2 separate regions of the Anas platyrhynchos genome follow, and region 2 is linked to region 1. A link is a contact called in public Hi-C data. All regions are on one chromosome and are shown on one strand. The core of a region is the stretch at or near the end of the contact, and the rest is flanking DNA. Distances in the headings are between cores, read along the strand shown. Region 1 overlaps UBAP1 (ubiquitin associated protein 1). Region 2 holds the start of KIF24 (kinesin family member 24).

Region 1 (7,037 bases), core at 3,783-6,282:
CACAAGCCCCGTTTTAATCCACCGCGCGTTTACCGTGGTCACTGTGCTTGGAGACGATTCTTCTTCCGTACAAACTGTTGACACAGCCAGGGAAGGCAGCCTGGTCGAAGAGGATAACGTTGATGTCTCCATGCCACTGTCCTCGTTTAAAGCAGACAGACCAACCACATGGTGTCCGTTCAGTTCACTGGCTTTAGTCTGAGCACAGGCCTGCAAAGAGCTGAGGAAAGTGCCGTTGCGGAGACAGGTAGTGCTGTGGAAAGTGCTCATGAGCTTTGATGATTTTTGATCACTCTCATCGGAGTCAAGTTTAGGAAAGGACAGGGATTTGATATTGCTCACTGAAGTGATGGGGGACAGGGACACTTTGGAAGACAAGGACATCTTTTCACAGTTTCCCAACTGCGGTAAAGTGATAAAGCCATTGGGTTTGTGAAGGGGCTTGAAGTCCAACGTGGCCCTTTCTATGGATGCCAGAACCTCCTGATCTTGCAACACAGACTCAGACCCTCCTTTGGGCAAACTGCTATCTAACAGCTGGGCAACAACCGGCCCAGTAGTACCAACGTGGATTTCCAGAATGTTTTTTAACTCCTCCTTATCATCGATAGTTTTTAATTCCAGTTTGTCAAATGGGTCTTCTTCACATTCAAAATCAGCTGGGTTGAAGTCTGCTTTGGGGCGAGGTGGACTAAGAACTTTCTGCTTCACAGCACTGCTGTCGGCTGGCGTGGGTGTAAGAATGTTATTATGCTGCAGACTAGCAAGGATGGGGTTGATAGGAGGAGGCATGACCTCAGGGCAAGGTCCCTCTGAGAACCCCATTCTGTTGCTGTCCTCTGGGGCTACTTTTGAGTTTGCTATTGCTTCTTCTGCCTTGCGTTCAGCTTCTCTCTGGGCAGCTTGAATTTTTTTGATGTCTTCAGCCCACTCGATTGTTTTCTTTTCCAGGGAGAAGTCATACTGACCAGAGGTAGAGAGAGAAAGAGGGAAAAAAAAAAAAGACAAGTTATAAGAATCACAGCTACTACTTTACAGCATAAGTAACACAAGTGACACAGAGCAAGAACTACGTGAATCATCACAGACAGAATTTTTTTCCACAGCACCTCTTGTAACTCACAGGAAGGCAGAAGTAGGAGACACCAGCAGTAGTTTGTTTTACCTCTAGCAGCAAAATGTGGCTGTAGTCTGGACCAAAAATCTCGTATTTTGTGTCCATCCTACACTTAGTTTAGTTTAGAGCTACTGATGATCACAAGATCAGTTTCACAACTCCCTCTCCCTCTTCCAGCAAGAAAATAGATGCAGTCAGTGGAAGCCTGAAGTGTCAGTGACAACAATGTCACACGTGATGGACAGTCACACTCAGATCTGACACCACTGAACTAGGATTCAAGACTACAGCAGAGTAATTTTTGCATCCAAAGACCAATAAGGTATTTATCAGTACCCCCTAAAAGATTCCTAACAGACTGGATGCTAGTTTTAGACCCACTGGGTGGAGAGGTATCAGCATTCTCACACCTGTGCTAATGGTATGTAAGGGGATGTGCTGGCTACTCTGACAACTTCCAGTAGTAGCTGTTTTTGCCACTGTTACTGGCACTGACTGGACCCCACAAGCTTTTCTCATTTGACATCAGTTCATTCAGGGTTGGGTTAGCACACAAGACATTTACAGAAGCTACCCACTAAAGGCACGCAGGCCACTGTGGTGGCCTGACTGAGAGGACAAAATCCTGAACACGATAAATATATGTCAAGCTTTAGTATCTTACAAGGACCAAACGACCTTAGTGCCCTCCCTGTCATGGAAAAACACTCAGAACACAGCCTACAAAGCTAAGCCCAAGGTGTAACCTACCTGTGACTCACAAGAATTACAGCCTGCTTGCCAGGATGATGTCACATAACCAAACGGGTAATAAGACATCCTAGCTGTACAGAGCAACAAGCCAGGAAGATTTGCTAAGCCTCTGTTGGACTTTTCAGGGACTCACACTGTGTTATCCATCCCACAGCAGGCTCCAGAGAGAACCTGGAGACCCATCTCAACTCTACACAAAGTAGTTTTCCCTTTCCTTATTTAGCTCTAAGAGATGGGATATACAATTTATCAGCAAGGTGATTTTGAAACACAACTCACTGGCAGAAGTGCTGGGCACTATCCATTCCACACTCTTTGCCATCTGAGCAGAGCTATCACAGCTGGATACACACACAACCACGGTGTTTATAAACATGAAATACTAAGTACATGGTTTTGATCAATTTAGCCTCTGTGCACTTTTACTATTTTGAATAGCTCCCACCAGAGCTGTAAAAAAGCCAAAGAGTACTGTGCAAGGCTTAGCTTACGTGATCACATCATTTTATTCGAGGCACTGCAATCTAACCCGGCGTACTGTATTTGAACCCCAGCTTGGCTGGGAAACAAAGATACAGCACAGCAAGACCTGCCACAGGACATTAGAACCTCCTGCAGCACTCCTACTCAAGCTTAACTAGGTGGAAGTATGTGTATTGGGACAATCAGTCAGGCAACCACTTAACGGTTATAATAACAAGCCACGATGTCAGGAAATTCGGATGTTCAGCTCTGCAGCAGATAAGTTGCAGGGCAGAAAAAATCAGACCTGTCCACAGCAATCTGTCACAGCTGATGCTGAAGTCAACAAACTGGGCAGCCCAAGGAGAATCACAGATTCAAATGAGAAAACTATAGTTCAATTGTATTTCCTGCATCACAACCTGCATTTGGAGATTGGATTTATGCTGAAGTAATTGCTTTTGTGCTACCAAAAGTTTACAGCAAGAGCCACGTGCCTCAGAGACCTGGAAGAAATCCATACCAAGCAGCAACATCTTCGCTACATGGCTGGAGAAGATCTCCCACTCAGTACTGCACAGACTTTAAGAACCAGAAATTTATTTTTTCACCCCATTAAAGTGATAATGCACGGAATGTGGCCATACTTGTAGAACGCTGTTTGAGGATATGCCATAGCATGGGTGTTTCAATTCTTACCATCCTTCCTCTTAAAAATACGATTTTAGTTTAGCACTGTCAGGGCAGCATTTAAACCTTTAACTGTTTAAAAACACTATTTTTGGGGGGGAATAGATACATGAAAATAAATGCCATCAGGCTTTTTATAGGGGTAAGAAGAAACTTTCGGCACAGCTTACAATATTTATCATCTTCCTCTACATTCTAGAAGACTATAAAGTAACAGTACAGCACAGTGAAGACTAACACCCAAAAAAAAAATGTAGTTCACAGAATAACACATTGAAGACCTGGGGTGGCAGCAGAAAGAGCAGAAGTGCACAAACCATCCTTACCTGGGCTTCTCTGACAAGCTGAGAAGAATCTGGCAGGCAGAAACCAATAGGTAATCCAACCTTCGCAGGGGTTTTAAATTTGTCTCCTATCTTAAACGGGACATCATCGAGATAGCTGAAAGGCCCTAAGATCAGAAGAAGAAATGGTATCAAAAACCCTATAAATTTAATGCATTCAGTTAAACCTCACATTTCTGTATGTGGCAGCTACTCTCTCTCTGCTGCCCCAACCACACAATGTGACTCAACACAAAGGAAGTTGTGAGAATAGAAACACATTGAATATGCCCGGACTTCATTGCTTCAGTTTTGTTCTTTTAAAAAATAATATTCCAGCCCATAACAAGGTTTTACAACACTCCAATAGCTGAACAAATTTTGTAGTTAAAATCCCAGCATCTTAGCTTTCCTCATGACAACACTATGCCTACACAACCAGAATCTGAAGCTCTCCTGAATGTTGTGTTCTGTTACGCCTCTATAGAAGGAGCCATTAGTTTGTGATATACAAAACAAGTTTTAAAATGACCCAGCTCTAGAGCAGCTATGGAAGAAAAACACAAAAATGAACAGTTTTAGCATACAAGTGGACAGTAACATTTGGACAGAAATGGTCACAAGGAAAAAACAGCCCAAAGCCCAGATCTGCTTTAACCGAAACAGTGAAATAGCTCAAGAACATTCAGTATTGCAATCCTGACTTTTTAAACATGGCAATCTGACTAGATCCACTCTTATTTGTAATCACTCCAGTGCGAGGCCACAGACTCCTCAAGGTCCTCCATCTGTGCTTTACATCTATCATTTATGCGTAGTATTTATGAAGTGTTTTAGGACAAAAGCTGTTCAGGCACCCTGCAAACTCACTAGGCAGAATCACCAATGACTCAAGCTCCTCCAAGAAGCCAGACTAAAGGCTTGTTTTCCGTGAGCTGCTGTGAAGAAGTGCAAGAAAACCCATAAAATAAATTGTAGCCAGTTTCTACATTAACTGGTCTAAGCTTTTGGAATTACAGGCAAGGTTTTTGACTGTGTATAACAGCAATTTCAAGTGTTTGTCTAGTAATCATTTGTAACTTTGCTCCGAGTGCTACAAACCCGACAAGACATTAGTGGCAATGTGAGATGTTTGGTGACTAACCTCTTGCTCAGTGAGCTGTGACTTGCCATTTTTATGTGACCCATTTTCATACTTGGATGACAGTTTAAGTACTATTTGTGCTCCTTCACTGTTGACTCATCTACAATAACGCAGCCACAAGCTCCAAGAGAACAAGCAGCTTTTGGGAACAGGAATATCCTGTTAACTTGGAGTCAAATGTTTATGTGCTGTCATCAGTTGAGCTCTCCTGCTATGCACTGATCCCAGAGCCCTGTTGGGACACAGAGGGCATTTCCTATAGCTCTGACACCCTCAGGCTGAACAACCTACATGGCACCCATACAACCACAACAAAAGAGAACTCCAGGCAGAATATAATAGTATTTTCACTGGTCCTTACTGAGAAGCAGTACACAGCACAGCATCCAAACTGCACCTTGATGGCCACCAACACCGTGACATCCAAAGAATATTTGAGCTGGCAGCGTGAGAACTTGGATACAACAGCATGTGTTTCTGCAGAAGTAGCAATTGTGGCAGCCTTTGTGCTTGCACTTACATCATGGCCAGGTCAGAGACAGCCTTATCTCTGAAATGCTCAGAGTCCAGCTTGACTGCTGCTGCTGCCATGCCCTGGTTAGTCCCACTGGTACGAGTCCTGCTCTAACTGGGATGATCCAAGCGTCCAAGCCCAGCACAATCGCGTCTCTGCATCCATCTCACAGCCCAAGTTGCTCAGTACACAAATACCTGTTTTATTAGACTTATTGACACAGTAACTGGGAGACATCTCCCCTCCCGTGGCCTTGTTTGCCTGAAATTCACACCAGCCACAGAGCACACGCTGTGGTATTTATAGAGCAACATCCCTTGTTTCAGGACAGTAAAACACTAAGCACACCCAGACTAGATGAGCTGAACTAATGACTGTCAGCTTAACCTCAGCACCTAGACTAAGGAATAAAAACATTGTTTCTTCCCAGTATGGTAATTTTCTAATACAGTGCTATAACCTCATCTCAAATACAAGCCTACAAAAAAAAAAAATGTTAAGAGACACCAACTGTTTTAGGACAGTTAATAGAAAAAAAGTGTTTCTGAAGCAAAACACCGATGCTCATAGCATTCAGCCTAATCACAAAAGTACTGGTCTAGGAAAACTTGATTTCTTGACTTTTAAATGTATGAACTTACTGCCTCAATACTCAAATAGATAAGGACTCAATTTGTCTTCTAACAGTAAATTTAATACAAAAAGCAACACCAACATATACTAACTAACAGCCAAGCCACTGTTTCAATGGTACTATGCTTAAGCAAAGCAATTTAAGGTTTTCTGTTATTTAATATGCTGATTTTTAGAAATTTAATTTGAACCACCATCACAGCTTTAACTGATTACTCATTTTAAGAATCTACATTACACACAAAAAAAGAGAGTCAGGGAAAGGAGTCCTCTCACATTTATACCCCATTTTCTAAAAGAAACATGCATTGCAGCACATAATTCTTATGACGCCAATCATCTGCATGACATTACACATCTCAGATGTAGGAGAGATCACTTGCCTGTTAGCTACTAAGCCAGGTAAGTCCAATTTAGGAATAAATTCATTACTGAGCAAAATGCAACCCAATGATACATTAAAAGCTTGAGTTGCAATCCAGCCTCTCACTTGACTTTCATAGTAAGAGGCTGCAGATCTAGCGTCTGCTTCAGCGAGCATCACATAAGCACCAAAACTGCAGTTCAGCTTTGATTTTGAAGGGGATTGCTGGGGAGGTATTATCCTGCCATGACTGAGGGGCAGGGATGATGGGAGATAGTCAAAGGCTAAACTCCAGTTTAACTAGAGAATGAGCACAGCGTCAGCAAGCAACTATGCAAGAAGGAAGCCAAGGCACTTTGTCCCTAACAAAAAAGCCAGTCAGGGGCTGAACAGATCAGTCTTGACAGCCAGGACATTACTCAGCAGCAACACTACGATTCATCCTATTGAAAGGGCAAGGGTACCAAATTCCACTTACCATGAGAGTCGGATCCCAACTTCTTAGAAGCCATTTAGAACCTGAAAGACATTTTAAAATACATTTAGCAACTTCATACATATAGCATTGCATAAGCCTATGTGGTTTCAGCCTTATCTCTGTAGTATGGGACACGCTGCTGACACTTGCTATGTTTATCCTGTTGCAAAGACAGACAGTAAAATGGATTTTATAGCACCAAGAATTGATGGAGTGAATAAATAACTTTGCTCAGGGTCTGACAATCCAAATGGCCAGGAAAATAAAACCACAAATAGTCAAGAAGCAGCCAGGCTGATTAGAAAGATCGGGTTGTAGATCACAGCACTCCGAGACTGCTCCTTCCCAGCCCCACAGAGCACATACTGCCTGCCCAGCATTAACAGCCCTTCCTCCTGGAAATACCACACTGATCCTCTTCAGTTTAATCCCCGTTGCTCTAAAAAGGGGTACTATGATATTGTGCATGCACAGCCAGCATGGCACTTGTCTAGACGTGCTGGGTGGCACACCGATAACAATACACAATGCTGGTACGCAGTAACTGGTAGGAAGACCT
Region 2 (7,667 bases), core at 4,673-7,172, 49 kb before region 1:
CACCCAGGAGATTCTGAGCCATTTCTAACAGCACATTAATGAGTATACAACATGCTAACAACATCAGTTCCCACTGATGTCAATGGCAAAAGAGATTCACAGGAAAGCTGATGCAGGCAAAGATGCAGCAATCAGTCCCACCACATCATGTAGTCATCCAACGTGGGTGTTCACAGCTCAGCAGTGGCAGTGCACATGACCCTGCTGCCCACAGGTGGACACAGCCTGCAGCCCCAGAAATACCAATACTGTCAAAGAGATGCAAGGTTGCACATTAGTTTAGATATTTTGTGGAAAAAAAAAAAAAAAAAAAGCTGCATTAGGCAGCCACAGGTCTCCCCCTCCCAACCCCTTGAATAATGTATGGCCAAGGTGTGTGTTACAGAGCACAAAGAAAGGGATAAAAAAAGAACTTCAAATGTACCATTTAAATATTGTATGTCAACAGTTTATTAAGACTCCTTGGATAGCAACTATTTTCATAACAGTGCATTAGTGATGTACATAAATTCATGATACAAACAAACAAGACCTGAAATGATTTGACAAATAATCACAGCATATCAGTGGAGGAGCTGGGAACAGAACTACTGCTGTCCCACTTGAAATACAAGGTGCAACTTCTGCAGTACACATTTTGTTAGCAAAATCTCCATATGCTCATTTTTACAACGCTATAGATCTGCACCTGCAAGTCAAGAAATATCAAGTGTTTGATTTTCAAAGAGATTCATGACTGCTCACCACCTCAAGAAAAAAAAAAAAAAGAAAAAAAAAAGAAAAAGGAATACAAGAAGCCTTTGTTAGTTCTGTGTTTCAATTCAGACACCTCTGGCTCCTGGTTCAGTCAGACCATGCTTTTTTTCCATTACCTAGGGGAGAAAAAAATGCAAATTATTTAAAAGCTCCAAGTATCTTTACTGAATTTGTACAGATTTAGAAAAAGAAATATCTATGTCTGCATCCAAAATTAAAATCAGGTCGTGGTCCTTCAAAAAGCCCCCTTATCCTTCACGAAAGTATTTATTCCTTGGAGCAGAGAAACTGATGCACATCTTTCAGCGTTGCTTGCATGTCCTCATATTCTGCAAACTTGCAAGCATCTTCCAGCTTCAGCCAGCGGAAAGCTTGGTGCTCATCCGAGAGCTTGATTTCAGTGTTACAATCCTTCACCTCTGCCAGCCAGTAAACAACGGTCTTGGGTTTGCCATGGACGGGGTAATGCAGTTCTTTCTTGTACCCCTCCACGAGGGTGAGCTGGTTGGCCTGAAGACCTGCCTCCTCCTGCGTTTCCCGGAAGGCTGTCTGCAGGTCATCCTCTCCTGGGTCCACGTGGCCTGTCAAGAACGTGAAAATGTAAGTCTCCAAGATGGAAACTCAGACTTTGTTTATGCAGTTGACAACTAGGAAACATTGGGAGGACACCATAGCTGATACAGAACTGAAAATGGAGAGCAGAGATTGCTCATCAAACATTCCTCTCTTGATTTCTCTTTTGTGCCATTTATGCTTGTTTACACTGCATTTTCTGAAACTATCAGTGGCCTGTTAGCATGAGAAATCTTCCCAGTCCTCCACTTGTCTTCTGCAGCACTCTGTACCTGTCATGCTCCATCTTCGATCACACTTCAGGCTAAGGACTGAGCACCTTTGGAATACTTTACCTTTAGCCAGTAAGAGGGAGGACTGCAGATCTGCAAGTCTTAGCTCTCTCTCAACCTTTCCCTCCCACAGAAGCTTAAGGCTCAGTTCTGCAAAACTCTTACTCATGCCAGCAGCACAGAAACAATGGGACCAGACACCAACAAATGCCATTTGAAAGCTGGGTTTCAGAAAAAAACTTTCAGTCATTTGACTCACAGCTTAAGACAATACTATGAAGGTGACAGAGCGCTGGAACAGGTTACCCTGGGAGGCTGTGGAGTCTCCTTCTCTAGAGACATTCAAAACCTGCCTGGACGCGTTCCTCTTGGCGTGATTTAGGTGTTCCTGTGCCGGTAGGAGAATTGGACTAGATGATCTTTCAAGGTCCCTTCCAATCCCTAACATTCTGTGATTCTGTGATTTTAAGTACTACAAAGAGTTTCAACATCTTTTTATATTAAAAAAAAAAAACTGTGAAAAGTTGCTAAACAGAACTAAACTAGCTTCCTGCATCTCCTTCTTGTTCCAGCACATCCTAAACTACCACAACGTCAATCCTGAAATCACTTCAACTGGAAAAGCAGAATGAATTACATAGGGGATTAAAAAATAAAAATAAAAAAAATCTCCAAGCACGTGGTTAAAAAGTGGCTGCGCTTCAATGGTAGATCAGATGCTTATGAACCCTGAGCCACCCCAGAATCATATAGATTCTACAAGAATCTACAAGAAGGACAATCAAGAAGGACATCGAGGTGCTTGAGCGGGTCCAAAGAAGGGCGACGAAGCTGGTGAGGGGCCTGGAGAGCAAGTCCTACGAGGAGTGGCTGAAGGAGCTGGGCTTGTTCAGCCTAGAGAAGAGGAGGCTCAGGGGTGACCTTATTGCTCTGTATAAGTACATTAAAGGAGGCTGTAGCGAGGTGGGGGTTGGCCTGTTCTCCCATGTGCCTGGTGACAGGACAAGGGGTAATGGGCTAAAGTTACGCCAGGGGAGTTTTAGGTTAGATGTTAGGAAGAATTTCTTTACTGAAAGGGTTGTGAGGCACTGGAACGGGCTGCCCAGGGAGGTGGTGGAGTCACCATCCCTGGAAGTCTTCAAAAGACGTTTAGATGTAGAGCTTAGGGATATGGTTTAGGGGGTACTGTTAGTGTTAGGTTAGAGGTTGGACTCGATGATCTTGAGGTCTCTTCCAACCTAGAGATTCTGTGATTCTCTGTGATTCTGAGATGCAGTTATCATGTGAAAGAGACCACCAATATTTTCTCCTACGCAGGGATATGCAGCAATTACGGGTATTTTTAATTTCTCTCACATATTCCCCTCTGAAATACAGCACACCTAAATGCTATCCCTGTCAACAGCTGGTCTTCTCGGACACCCTATTTGTTTCACGTCGCTTAGAATGAGAGGTGCCATTACAAACAAAGGATAAATATAACATATCCCCAGCTGTTTGTATTTTTGTTGAGAAATGTCAGATTTGGTTTTCTCATGAAAGATCCAGACAAGACCATAAATAGAACAAGCCAAGCAAGATCTCAAAAAAGCAACTTAACAGGAGTTGGGAAGCTTCAAAAAAAGGGGCGGGGAGTGGTGTTTAAGCTTTATTTTACCCCTGGCGTAGCTCTATTTTCTACTTAGGTGTCTGCAAATAGCCACGATTTTCACAGAGATGAATGTTCTCTCAGGTCCCAGGTACCCAAAGCAACCCTTTAGTACTAGATGAGCAACCCTTTTAGAAGTGGGGTACGTGGGGAGCTCATGTTGCTCTGCCAACAGGTCTCACTCACTTCTGTGTGTATTACTAGCATAACCACCCTCTTACAATGCAACATCATCTCAAATTCTAAACACACTTCTATTTCAAAAAGCAACTGTGCAGAAAACAGCATCTGATGTCTTAGATATTTGAGATGAAATATGCTGAGGCTTTAAGTAAAAATATTTTCTCAGCACTGCAAGTCATCTCCTTCTTTTTGAGGATAAACTTATTTTCATCTTGTACATATACAAAGCTGGGACTTGGAGCAACAGAATCCACCCGGCCTTGAACAGCTGGATTCCTTTTATAGCATCCACAGTAAATGCCCACAGAACATCCACGAACAGTCAGTAACCAGTTCCTTTTATGATAATAATGATCCAGTTACCAAATAAGCAATGAGCTGACGCAGCAATAAAGCTGGAGACCAGGGTTGAGTTTCAACCCACAGGGCACAAATGCTACCTCCTGCCCACCAGCACAGGGAGAGGCAATCACCTCACCCCACTGACTGTTGCTAACCTCAAGCCTAAACTCAGTAAGTTCCCACTTTGTGCTATACACTCTACCCACCAGGAGCAAAAGGGATCACTGGCAGCACATCACGCCACGTTCCAGCTCCTCAAAGCCATTTGCACTAGTAAACAAACCCTGCATGCCCTGTCCATCAGACTCGACTTGTGCAAAGTCACAGATCCAGAAGCAGGGATCAGGCTGATGAAGTTCGGCAGGGAATACAGTTTAATCCCATAAAGGCTGGAGATGCTTAGGGACTTTTAAAATACCAAAGTACAGCTGTAGCTGTAAGTGGGCTTGCCTCCTGTGTGCTCCTGGAGAGGTGATTATAACTTCTCATTCTGGCTCCTGCCACATTACATCAAGATCTGCACCACATACAAGTTATATTATTGCACCACATAGCCTGGGGCTGCCTTTGAAGACCACTCAAATTACAGAGAATATATAATGTAATAGCACCTTCATTTATTGCCCTCAGCTCTGTACCAAGCTACTAGTAAAGGCTGCCATCTGATTGTGGTTTCTGATCTACAAAACCTTTAACAATATGATCTGAGTGTGTGAGACGTATACCTGAGTCATTTCACTTGCTACTGTCCTGGCTTGTCCTCAGTTACTGTGTTCCCAGTACCTTTCTGCATGGATCTCTCCTCTCACAACAGTCATGTCCCCACTTATGGTTTTTGGCTTTCCAAAGGCTGCAACTCTTCTCCACTGAGGTTTTCGTGAAGTGGAGGGAGGGAGAGGTTTGGAAAGTTTTGTTCTTTCCACTGATAGGAGAGCGCAGCTGATTTTGTTACTAGATTTTTTTTTCTTTTTCTTTTTTTTTCAATTTACAGACTCCTGTTCACAAACTGCTCACGTGCTATGCCACTTTGCAAACTCAGAAACACAAATTAGAGGAAAGAAATCCCAACGGGTAAGAAACAGCACTTAGGGAGATCCACAGCGAATCTGAACTCTCCGCGTTGTGCTATTCCCGGCAGCAGGGCTGGGACAGCGCACTGCCCAACACCGGCTCTGCCACAGAGCTCCCCTTCCAGCTGCCCAAAAGGCGCAACCATGCCAAAAACGCCAGCTGATAGCCGCCCCCAGAGCTGACCGCAGCAGCACCCAGCAGACCTCAGGCTTCAACCTCCTGACAAAAAGGCAGAGCAGCGGGTTATCGGCGCAAACATCACCTTTGGGTGGCGTCCAGTGGTGGGTGCCATAAGAGGTCTGCAGGAGGAGGTACTCGATGCCGTCAGCCGGCCTGGAGGACGCCGCCGGCTGCAGCCTCCTGTAGATGATCAGCCCACAGGCCCTGGCCGCCATCTCCCCGCTCGTTCCCTGCAGGGGACAAGCAGAAATGACGTGGGGCTGGGGCAGCGAGCCCGTCCCTTCGCTGCTGCCGTGCAATTAAACCACGTCCCGTGCAATTACGCCGCGTCCCCAGTGGCAACCCGCGAGGTGTGAAAACGGAGCCCTTCCCTCTGCAAGTGGGGCAGGAGGAGCCTGGATTAAAAAAAAAACATTAAATATATATAAATATGTGTGTGTTGTGAGGCACGAAATGGGACCTGTGTGCTGCTTCTTTACAACTGATACAGAACATAGCAGGCTGCAGGGACAGAAAACGATAAGGATCCAGGACAGACAGCCCCATAACGCCCTGAATTTCCCCACAGGTGCGGGTAATGCCGGGCTGCTGCCCGCGGAGCCCCCACCCTGGGGCTGGGGCTGGGGCTGGGGCTGGGGACCCCTCCGCCCCCGGAACCTCCCTCCGCCCCCCGCGGTTCCCCCCCGGACCTCTGAGCGCAACGCACGCCCCGCTCCCTGCCCTCACCTTGGCTTCCGGATGGGGAAACGAGGAGGAGGGCCCAACGCGAGACTGACAGCTCTTTGAACCAATCGCAGCGCACGCTCTCCCTGCCCTCACGCCCTTAACCCCGCCTCCCTCCGTCTGATTGGCTCCTCCCCAGCGAGCCGCGCGCGCCACCGTTTGAAGCGGGCGAGGCGTTGTTGCCATGGAGACGCGGCCTGGGCGCCGCTCACGGAGCCTCCGCGCCCGCTGAGGGGACCGGGGGGCACCGGCGGTGGCGGGGCCCGGCCCGTCCCGTCTCGGCGCTGCAGGGAGCGGGCGGACAGCGGGCAGCACGGCCCCGGCCGGCTTTTATCTGGGCTGAACGCGTGATCAGGCGCGGAGGCTTCTTTTGGGGCGAAACTGGGCAGAAAACGGTAAAAGTTGACCCGGGGCCGAGCTGCGGGGCTGACGCGGCCCCTCCGAGCCCTGCGGCGGTACCCCCGGCACGCGGCTGCTCGTCGGGCTCTAATTATAAAATAAACGCTGGGAGCCAGCTGCTAAAAACCCTGCCGGCCAGGGAGGCTCGGGCGCAATTTTCGAATAATCGGCGCCCATTTATAGCTGCCGGCGGGCTTCGGGGGCGCGTGGCCGAGCTCCGGAGGCTTCCCCTGCAGCTGCTGCTGGGAGCAGTTGTCGGGGTCAGCTGCAGGATGGAGCCACTCCTGGCTGAGCCCCCCGGCCTATGTTTGGTGTGGGGTGTGTGGCAGCCCCTGTGCGCTGTCAGAACGCGAGCAGTCCGTTCAGTTGTCGTTTTTTAAGTCTGTTTCAAATGTCGTTGAAATTAATCCGCTTTGTGCAATGTTCACCTTTCTGTGCTTTCTGGGTCAGGAGGAGATCAACAGGGAAGCAAGGGCAGAAGAACGTTGTACGCCTGGACAGGAGGGCTGTGTTCACAAGGAGGTGAGTGCCAGGCAGCCAGGCATGCTGCCCCACGCTCAGCCCTGCCCAGGCCACACAGTCTGCCCGCCGTCACTCTGTGCACACTGATAACGGTTCTCATTCTGCTTACGGAACGTTGGGAGCAACAGCACCTGTCACTTTCCAGTCTTCATCATGAGGATGATGAAGGGAGTGGAGCAGCTCTCTTACAAGGAAAGGCTGAGGGAGCTGGGTCTCTTTAGCTTGGAGAGGAAGAGACTGAGGGGTGACCTTATTGATGTTTATAAATATGTAAAGGGTGAGTGTCAGGAGGACGGAGCCAGGATCTTCTCAGTGACATCCAATGACAGGACAAGGGGCAATGTGTGCAAGCTGAAACATAGGAGGTTCCTCTTAAATATGAGACAAAACTTTTTTTACAGTGAGAGTGACAGAGCACTAGAAACAGGCTGCCCAGAGGGGTTGTGAAGTCTCCTTCTCTGAAGACATTCAAAACCCTCCTGGAAGTGTTCTTGTGTGACAGGTACTCCTGTTTAAGTACTCCTGCTCCAGTAAGGGGATTGGACTAGATGATCTTTTAAGGTCCCTTCCAATCCCTTGTATTTTGTGATTCTGTAATCATATTTACAGTAAGCAACTGGGGTATGTCCGGAGCAAAGAAAAAAGTGTTAGTGCAGGGAGAAGACCTGCATCATGGTCCAACTGTAGAAGAACTGTCAGTTAAGAATGAACGTGTTCTTTCCTTTCTACTTTTATTATATGGAAACTATAGATGGTTTTCTATGGGTATTTTTCATGTTTCTTCCTCATATTTTCAAAACAGACTGCTACAACACTTGTTCCAACTCACGTCAGAACATTTATTATCTCTTTGTGTATGTGTTCAAGGGCTTCCATAGCATAATCCTGCAATCTGATGAATGCATCTGTGGCAGTGATCTGTAAATATTTGAATTGGACCTTCATAGCTCCCTATCTACTTCATTAAACTAGAATTACAAACTTGTTTTGCAGTAGAG

Evidence for each region. Hi-C and Micro-C count contacts between places; a contact is called where the count stands out from the background.
Region 2: a Hi-C map of liver shows a contact between it and region 1, with 2.2 times the contacts expected there. The contact joins the promoter of KIF24 here to the enhancer-like site in region 1. A contact is called at or near these places in 3 of 8 Hi-C or Micro-C datasets (liver, skeletal muscle and small yellow follicle).

What each region holds. Positions count from the first base shown.
Region 1 is chrZ:8,977,881-8,984,917 of IASCAAS_PekinDuck_T2T, reverse strand. UBAP1 (ubiquitin associated protein 1) reads right to left here. Exons shown (of 9, transcript XM_038169911.2): 3 at 6,479-6,519; 4 at 3,349-3,473; 5 at 34-963. The coding sequence starts at 6,512. Among named protein-coding and RNA genes, the nearest start is that of UBAP1, 22 kb to the right of the region's middle. Within about 2 kb of position 5,032, at least 4 of the 8 cell types and tissues checked have an H3K27ac peak or open chromatin away from gene starts, as enhancers often do. A contact at or near this core is called in small yellow follicle, where this site is marked.
Region 2 is chrZ:9,027,587-9,035,253 of IASCAAS_PekinDuck_T2T, reverse strand. It overlaps KIF24 (kinesin family member 24), which reads left to right and starts at 5,922. Exons shown (of 15, transcript XM_038169903.2): 1 at 5,922-6,143; 2 at 6,598-6,669. It overlaps NUDT2 (nudix hydrolase 2), which reads right to left and starts at 5,908. Exons shown (of 3, transcript XM_027447188.3): 1 at 5,752-5,908; 2 at 5,108-5,255; 3 at 433-1,337. The coding sequence starts at 5,240. The coding sequence ends at 1,024.